2 separate regions of the Hordeum vulgare genome follow, and region 1 is linked to region 2. The links are chromatin contacts, called in public Hi-C maps. All regions are on one chromosome and are shown on one strand. The core of a region is the stretch at or near the end of the contact, and the rest is flanking DNA. Distances in the headings are between cores, read along the strand shown. Region 1 has its middle 47 kb from the start of LOC123444900. Region 2 holds the start of LOC123444897 (delta-1-pyrroline-5-carboxylate synthase 2).

The links. A called contact is a pair of places that touch in the nucleus more often than the background predicts.
Region 1: a contact with region 2 is called in a Hi-C map of leaf, with 4 times the contacts expected there. The contact joins the enhancer-like site here to the promoter of LOC123444897 in region 2. A contact is called at or near these places in 2 of 6 Hi-C or Micro-C datasets (leaf and seedling) and 1 of 1 datasets of contacts at active chromatin or transcription factors (embryo).

The regions. Positions count from the first base shown.
Region 1 is chr3H:547,943,299-547,948,013 of MorexV3_pseudomolecules_assembly, reverse strand. No RefSeq gene overlaps it. Among protein-coding and RNA genes, the nearest start is that of LOC123444900, 47 kb to the left of the region's middle. Within about 2 kb of position 2,468, at least 3 of the 3 cell types and tissues checked have open chromatin away from gene starts, as enhancers often do. A contact at or near this core is called in leaf and seedling, where this site is marked.
Region 2 is chr3H:547,890,121-547,894,622 of MorexV3_pseudomolecules_assembly, reverse strand. It overlaps LOC123444897 (delta-1-pyrroline-5-carboxylate synthase 2), which reads left to right and starts at 3,186. Exons shown (of 21, transcript XM_045121779.1): 1 at 3,186-3,491; 2 at 4,022-4,093; 3 at 4,217-4,320; 4 at 4,415-4,502. The coding sequence starts at 3,390.

The DNA.
Region 1 (4,715 bases), core at 1,219-3,718, 54 kb before region 2:
ATTTAGAAAGAGAGGAAGTAGTTTTCTCTGAAAAACTGTCTAACATGCGTACACATCATAAGAATATAATGCGTACCCAAACTCTTCCCCTCCCCTGGTAGAAAATGCACGTTCTATTAGGACTTTACGTACACCCATGATGGTAATCTTGCATCTTGTTGCGTGCGGGTGATAGTGACAATGTTTTTGTGATGTATATATTATATCTCAGTTGGTCAGTCCTCCACCACACCTTCAGGACGCCATTCGCTAGGATTCTTCAAGATTTTCACGTGATTTTTCATGTCAAATTGAATTCTTTTGTGGTATCGATTCATCATGTTCATATCCTTTAAAATTAACTCAAAAGAACTGGCCCTCAGAGGTAGACCCGTATCTTTGCTGCATGCAAATTTTGTCGTTGGATCCACATATCAATGGCTCACACCGAAACTAAGATTACATCTAGACACCACCAATTTTGATTCAATGCGTGTCATTGGCACTACAACGTGCACCTATGCACTAGAAAGAAATATTACGCTTGTAGTTCATCCTAAACTGGTTATCGAGAGTACAAATAAGTTCATGGACTCTCAATGGTCGTTTTTCTATTACTAGGAGATCCACTAAGTGGCGACATCTCACATATCTAGATCGGGATGACACATATGCGTTTACATAGTGATGTTCAGTGGAACTTTGGGGAAGCTCTCTGTGACACGTCGAATTAGAATATGTGGGTGAGAACTATTCTGGATATTGTCCAAGGCCATATATGTCTTAAAATTTCAATGATGTCGATAATTGATTTAAAATTTAAAATTGTGAGAGGCCACATCCAATCTGATATCAATTCTACACCCGCCAAGTGTTTGAATTATTATGGTGGATCAACCAAGAACTATCCAATCCATTTGTACCATACCACACTTTGATTGACACGTGGTCACAAGTTTAAGCTGTCATGTTTTAGAGCAACTCCAACGTGTCGATCCAAACAGGCATCGTTTTTGTTCGTTTTTTGTCCATTTGGATAGTTCTTCGTCCGACGTTCGTCCTGTTTTAGATTTGGATCGGCAATGCGCTCAACGCGTCGACCCATTTCATGTCCGCACAATTTTTTTAAAAGACCCGCGACCACAGATCATGCTAGTGACCATGTCTCATGCCGGCACCATGCCAGCGCCGTCATATAGAGCGCCTCCCTCGTTGCCGCCGTGAGGCGTGCGTTGGTGACCTCCTGCTGCGCGGCGGCGGCGACGACGGCCGCCGCGATGGCTTCATCCCTCGCGTCCGCCGCGTGCCTGCGACCCTTCCTCTTGGCAGGCTCCCTTGCGCGTTGTTCGGGCGTCGGCGTCTTCTTTGGCTTGGGCGAGACGGTGGTTTTGCGGGGGCCGCAAGGCTTGCCTTTGCCAGAGGGGCGGTCGTCATGCCGGACGAGGCGAGGGAGGCGAGGCCGGCGGCGGCGTTGAGGTCGTCGTCCATGGCGGGGCTGGGGTGGGAGCGCGTGCGGACGGAAGGTTTTTTGGGGGAAATGAAGAGAAATGATCGAGGATGCCACCGACCAGCAGTCCCGGGGGAGGAAAAGGGGTGCGCCCGCGTCCGTCTCGTGTCTGCACCGACGCAAATCTAGGTCAAAAATGGACCGTGAATGGGTCGGCAGACGGATGCCAAGCGAAAGCGCGTCCGTTTGGGTCGGCGCGTTGGACCGACTTTTATATCTACACCGAGTCAAACAAACTTCAGCGGACGAAATGGGTCGCTCCATTAAAGTTGATCTTAGTTTCCTCTACCAAATTTCTAACGTGCGTACACGTAATAAGAATATAATGCGCACCCAAATTCTACTCTCCCTGAGCACAAAATGCACGTTTAATTAGGGCTTTGCGTATGCTGGAGATGGTGATGGCGATCTTGCATCTTGTTGCATGCTGGTGATGATAACAAATGTTCTGGTGATCTGTCTCAGTCGGTCAGTCCTCCACCACACCCCCGGGACGCGATTTTCTCCGACGCGGCAACTCGAAAGCCACGTCGAAGTTGGGCGCGTCCGTTGCCGCTTTTGTATGCATACGGTGAGGTTGACGAATCATCGCACTGGCTCATGGACTTCCCTTACAAAACACAAACTCGCCATCCATGCGTTGTGTGTGTGTGGTGGGTCGGGGAGTGCATGCGTTCTGGAGAACCATTGCACGGTTGTTGCATCTCCTTCTTCAGAAAAAAAAAAACAGGAGGAATAATGGAGATGTTTTGGATGGACGTCGCGTGTTGGCGTACCTCCTCTGGACACGTCGCGCCTCCATGATCCCGATCGTTGGCCTGCTTGATTGAGCGTCGGCTCCTCAAGCATATCGCCCTGACACGTCCCGTCTACGTTGCACGGCTTAATCACCACCCTGACACGTCCCACTGTCCTGCTCGCCTTAATCATTGGTCGCTGTTTTGGATTCAACCTCTTGACGTCACTGCCTTCTCATAGTTATCAGCTTCGTCATGTGACGCTCTGTCTGGACTGGCGGGGCACGTGGCGACGGCGTGCGCTTCAGGCTATGGAAGTCACGCTGCCAATGTACTCCTACTACGTGTTGCAGGATACAAACCCAGTTCAGAGAATATGCTGCTGGTTACGTAGGTACACCTCCAGTGCTCGGCACCGCACGACTGGCTTGAGTACCGCGAAGAAACGAACTTCTACATGGCGACGGCTAAACAAACAACTGTGGTTACATGAAAAGGATAGTTCGATGAATTGCAATAGTGTCGTTTAGAGCAACTTCAAAGCGCCGACCCAAACTGACAACGCTTTTGTTTGCTTTTTGTCTGTTTGGATCAGCCGTCCGCTCGACATTTAGCTTGTTTAAGATTTGGTTTGGCAGCGTATTCAACGCCCGCGATCCATTTTATATCGACGCACACATTTAGAAAGTAGATCAAGGCAACAACCATGTCGTCGTCCAAAGTTCATGTCGGCATCATGTGAGCGGCCGACAAATAATGCCAGCTTTAGAAAACAGTTCATGCTGACGCACTTGCGAGCGGCCGGCACACATGTCAGCACACAAAAAGGAACAGGAGTTCGACCACGCCATCGCGGTTGTGGTCATGCCAGCACACTTGCCAGCATACAAAAAAGGATGACGCTCGACGCCATAGATCACTCATCGTTGAACTTGAGCATGTCGGCATGCATCTTCTCGTACCACGACCTCTTTCTTGACAACACGGTGTTGAGATCCACCTTCATGATCTCTACCCTTGTCATCATGCTAGCGAGAGCAACTTCTTTCGCCTTGGTCTTGGCATTGGCGGCCTCGATCTCTAGCATCTTGGCTTGCTCCCCCCTCCATCTCAAGCATCCTGACTTGCTTCTCCGCCTCCATCTCAAGCCTCCTCTGTATCTCCATGAAGGCGTTCATTTGCTCTTGCTTGTTTTGCCGGCGCTTCTACTCCCTTGAATCCTTCTTGCTAATCATGTCCTCCACGGTTGCGATCAAGGCGATCGACGCCGCATTCCGCTTGTCCTCCTTCTTGAAGTTGGTCTTTCCTCGCGGCCGTGGCTTCTCACCCTCCTCAATCTCCTCCACGGCTTCCTTCCCCCCATGTGATGTGAGTGCGGCATATTGGATCTTGAATTTCTTCTCATGGTTAATGATCCTCCAACAATGAGAAAGGTTGAAGGACTTGCCTTCGTGTTGGACCTTGAATGCGTATAAAGCTTGGAATGCCTATAAATGGATTAAATGCAAGCATATTAGCAAATGAACGTGAAAAAAAGAAGGGTGTATGCATGCATACCATGTCTTGCATGCCGATGCCACTCACGAGGCGTGCCTTGATGCTCTCATAAGTGGCACAAAACGTATTGCATTCTTGTTGGATCACCATCCATCGCTTCAAAATGGACACCCACCAGCGTGTGTTTTGCATTTGGTACGGCGGAAACTCTTGCGTTCGTGAAACTCACGATGGACACGAATCCAAAAGGTTGATGCCTTTTGTTCGGCGCTCACCTTGGGGTCTTGCCCAATGTCCCTCCAACACTCACAACGGAGCTTTTCCTCAGCCGCCGTGTATGCCTTCGTCCGTCTGCTCTTCCGCTTGGGCTGCACCCATGCGGCTCGCGTGGCGAGCTTGTCCTCGAACAAAGACTCCTCAATGATGTCCACCTCATCCTCGTCCTCGAGACCGCAGTCATCTGGAAACACGTGGTCGAGCGGGAAGCCGTCCACGTCGAGGCCGACCTGATCTTGCACGAAGGCGAGCTGCATGCCGGCTTGGTCATAGGTCGACGACGTGAACGGACGGCTCGGTCGTCCTGGTTTTGGGTCATTTCGGAATCATAGCCAGCCGCAGTCGCGGCGGCACCACCTACGGCCGCTAGAGCACCCTCGGGGATGATGATCTATATGAACCGATGAGCCCTCTCCTCGTGGATGGTCGCCGGCACTCCGTCGAACAGGTTACTTGTGCCGGAGCGCATGTCGGGTGGCATCTCCCGCGCGTGTTTCCTCATCCCACCAGATGACGAGCCATCGGCTACCGATGCGGCGTTGAAGTCGATGGGCACGGGCACTGGCGTGGAGGACGCCATCACGCTCACCTCCGATGAGCATTCCCGGAGAGGCGGGAGGCCTGCGGATAGACGTGGAAGTCGGGGATCGGCCGAGTCGTCGACGTGCGGGGCAACTCTGGTAACACCATCCGAGGGAAGGCAGACGAGCCTGTGTTGG
Region 2 (4,502 bases), core at 1,937-4,436:
CAAACCCAGCACGCCACCATATTCTTAATGATCATATCACGAACCACATCCACTTCAAAATCAACCCGATAGTCTACAGCTACCACAAGTGGAAGACCTTCTTCATGCTCGTTCTCGTCGGGCAACAACCTCCAAAGCAACCCGATTTGCCTCTGTCGTGAGATAGACCGTCACATAATTATTTGGATCTATGCCACCCTCGTTGATCCTCTCATTGACCATGTCATTGGCGCCACAACTTCCTATGCCCTTTAGAAGAAAATCAAGGACTATCTCCTAGCAAATCGGGTTGCCCGATATATGTTTGTCAACCGACAGTAGATCAATCCCAAACATGGCGATCTCCCGGTCGGTGAGTACACCAACCGCATGAAACTCCTCACCGGTGGCCTTGCCTACATCGGCCACCCACTCTCCGAGATTGATCACACCACACAATTCTTACATGGCCTCGACACCATCTGTGTCATCTGGTCGATAACCACAACTCCCCTTCCCCTTTTATGTTAATAAAACATTTACAGCATTTGATTTTAGTACATTGTGATTTGTGGACATCTCATGTTGTAAGGTTCTCCGAATTTTAGTATTACCTTATCATTTTGGATTAATTCACTCACTATTCGTGGTCCTTCCCCATGCGCAACAAATATGACACATCCACCGTTCTTCAACGCCCTTTTAACTTTGACACATCCACCATCCTCCCCCATGCACAACAAATATGACACATCCACCGTTCTTCAACGCCCTTTTAACTTTGACACATCCACCATCCTCCCCCATGCACAACAAATATGACACATCCACCGTTCTTCAACGCCCTTTTGACTTTGTCCACACCCAATTCAATGTAATCATCAAAGCCATAATTTTAGGAATATTAAATTCCTTCTTACATGTACAAAGTAAATATAAAAATTACCATGGTAATCCAAGTCTTTTTTACCATGATAGTGTTTAGAACACATAAAATAAATACAAAAAAGCCATAGTAACCATGCATTTTGCTAGTCGATACAAATCATATCAACACTTCATATATGCGTGTAAAAGTGTATAATACTCATGAAACATGAGCTTCGAATATTTAGATTTGTTTTTTCGTCTTTGAATAAGGGATGTTTCAATTTCAAACCCTTCCTTAGGTTAACTGGGCTCATTTGCATCTGACATGTCATTGATGATAAATTAGGAAAAATATTGTTCTATAGAGTAACTCGAACGGAGGCAATATATAATTTTGTTACTCGAGCTAATGTTTTTAGCAAAGAGTTCTTCCCTTAAACTGATAACACAATCATATGTACTATATCGCATCCAGCCCTTCCATCACCAACATCCTAAACTAACACGACTCATTTTGTACAACAATTTTGTCGACCACACTCCATATGTTCGTTACATAAAAATATATTAATACATAGTTAGATGGTTAAATCTACCCCCAATATCATGCTTGATTAGGGACCAGGTGGGATCGAATGAAATGGTTATGGAAACTTTGAATGAGATGAAAAGAAAAAAGACGTTATGAACAACATAACTTTTTCATATCTCGTGTGGTCAATGGGGCGGAAATAGAAAGAGACCAAGTATTGAACAAATTGTTTTGTTGTTTTAGTTACCAACACAACTCTTGGCCGAAGTTCTCCTGAATGCAACCGGTTCGTTCTGTAACACTTTGCTGCATCCCATGAGACAAAGACCACAAAGTCCAAGACCGTTACATTCTGGTATGTCCAGGGCTCTGAACTAAACAATACCTAAATGTCTTTGGTCCACAACATATATGTCAATCCATCGACATAGTACTTCGCTAGCATGTACATGTTCTAGAAAGATGATGAAATATATCATTTTATTGGACACACAAACTAAACGTGTTTAGTTAGATTAATTTACAGCTCCTCTTTTCCTATTTCATTTTTCACGAAACTAATAACACACTGATATGTCTTGGTGTGATCTCATCCTCATATGTTGATTTGCGTATCCACCGCTTCCCACCAACATTCTGTTCATTTTCACCACCTACATCCTAGAATGTATGATTCAATCATGCACTACGGTTTTGGTGGCTGCACTCTAGCAGTTTTGGTTGTCTTTCATACATGGCAAAAACAAGCACATGCATATGAGATCCACATAATATATCACCGCTAATCATATGTTTGATCGTGTGAATCAACCGGAATTAAAGTGAAATGGTTCTAGAATTGGGATAAGATGAACATGTGTTATGTTTGGTGAACATAATATTGTGTTTACATCGAGATTTATATTCCATTTGATTGAGGGAATAAAAATGGAAACCAACCAAGCATGAAATCAACTGTCTTGTCGGCATCAAAGTTATCATCGGGACGAACGGGTTTCGCTACCGGCCAAACGTTCCATTCAATGGAACGAACGGAGTCCTTCCGTTTCACGCTCGCCGCATTCCGTGAACCTAAGGCCCACAACTTCTAAAACCGTTCCGTTCCATTCTACTCGGTTCCCTCGCGGCCTCGACGGAACACCACCTGACCTAAGCGTCCATGTTCCACGGCACATACCCGAATCCTTGGACACACCATTGACCATTCCGCTAGCGGGTAGCGCCACATTCTCACCTCCTTGGAACTCCAAACCATGTACGTACTGTAGCACATACATGTGCCGGCATGCAGCCTCCTTTAAGGAAGGGCCCTCTAAAGGAAAGACGTGAGCGTGCAAACGCAAACAAACAAATTGGCTGGTGCATCAAAACGGCCACAACAATCCACCCCATGCCAGAGCCAGCAGCACGAGTGTAGTATGCACCATGCACCACTCCTACTCCTACGGGCACTACCACGACCGGACGAGCCAGCCGGCCTCAGAAACGATCAAAAGAGCCTACCCCGCAAGCGTCCACTGCGGCGCGCGCGCACCAGCACACCACCACGCCGCTGCTGTGTCCAGGTGCGGGGCGACAGCTGGCGCTCGATCCATCCATCCCGCCCGCCCTATATTTCCTCGGCCCCGGGGGGATATTTTGCGCAACGGCCTTCCCCCCGCGCGCGCACACGCGTCCGCCCCGCACGGGCGGCCGAGGCGGTGGCCGCGGGCGGGCCGCAGACGATCTAGGGCCGCCATCGCGCCGCACACGTACCCCGGACGCGACGGCCCGCTCGCTCCCCCCTCCCCCTTTAAATCGGGGGCGCCCGGTAGCTCCACTTGGTATCCCACGGTTCTGTTCCGCCGCTTCCACCCACCTCCACCTTGACCTCGCCTCGCCCACCCGTTCTCCCTCGCTCCCTCTTCTTTTTTTTGTCTCTCCCTTCCTCGCCTCGCCCGTCTCGATCGGGAGCGAGCGAGCGAGCGAGAGCGGGTCGCCGCGCCGGGGGGAGAAGCGGGAGCGGAGAATGGGCAGGGGTGGCATCGGGGGCGCCGTTGCGGCGGCGGACCTCGAGAACAGCGACTCCACCCGCTGCTTCGTCAGGGACGTCAAGCGCATCGTCGTCAAGGTTGGTGGTACTCCCATGCATGCATGGCCAGCTTTTCCTCCTCCTCCTCGATACGAATCTAATGCCGCCGCCGCCGTTTTGTTGGGCCGGTTCGTTGGAACTGCTTTTGCTTTCCCCTTCTTCTCCGGCGTGCGTGATCCTGGCCCGAGCGCGTCGGGGCTAGCACGGGTGATCGGGGAAAGCGTCGGGGCTGGCACGGGCGAAAAGGTCCCGATCTGATGACGTCAGCGAGCTGATTTAGCAGAGTATCTATCTATATTCAAACAAAGGCGGCGAAAATAGCTTCGATTCGCCGCACCTCATGTTATTATGGCGTGGCATAAATATAAAAGATCACGTGCGAGGTTCTAGATTAACCCCGCTGGTAAAAACGACGGAGGAGATCCCTGAAACTGAATTACGAAGTTATTTTTCATATATAGTATAGTTCGTTGCGAGGTAAAAAAATGTTTTTTTTACTTGGTCGCTAAGCAAATCGGTGTTATGTGTTCGTCGGGTTCATCCATCTAACCGCTTTCTCGTGCGAGCAGGTCGGCACCGCTGTTGTCACCGGGCAGAATGGCCGACTCGCCATGGGCAGGCTCGGAGCTCTCTGCGAGCAGGTAACTCGACTTTTCTGACGAGCCATGTGCTTTTAACTCAACTTTTTTTACAGCGGTTTCAGCTAAACCTGTAAAAAATTCTTTTTGCAGTTGCTAACCGGTGAATATGTGGAAATGTTTCAGGTGAAGGAGCTTAATTTCCAGGGGTATGAGGTGATCCTGGTCACCTCCGGCGCCGTTGGCGTCGGGAGGCAGAGGCTCAAGTACCGGAAGCTAATCAACAGCAGGTTGCAGAGAGTTTTTGGTCACAGCAGTTTGCTGACGGCTATTAGCTCTGGTAATTTCGTCATTACCTTTGCTGATATTTCTCCTTGCTTGCAGCTTTGCGGATCTGCAGAACCCACAGTTGGACCTGGACGGGAAGGCCTGCGCTGCCGTCGGCCAGAGTGGCCTCATGGCTATCTACGAT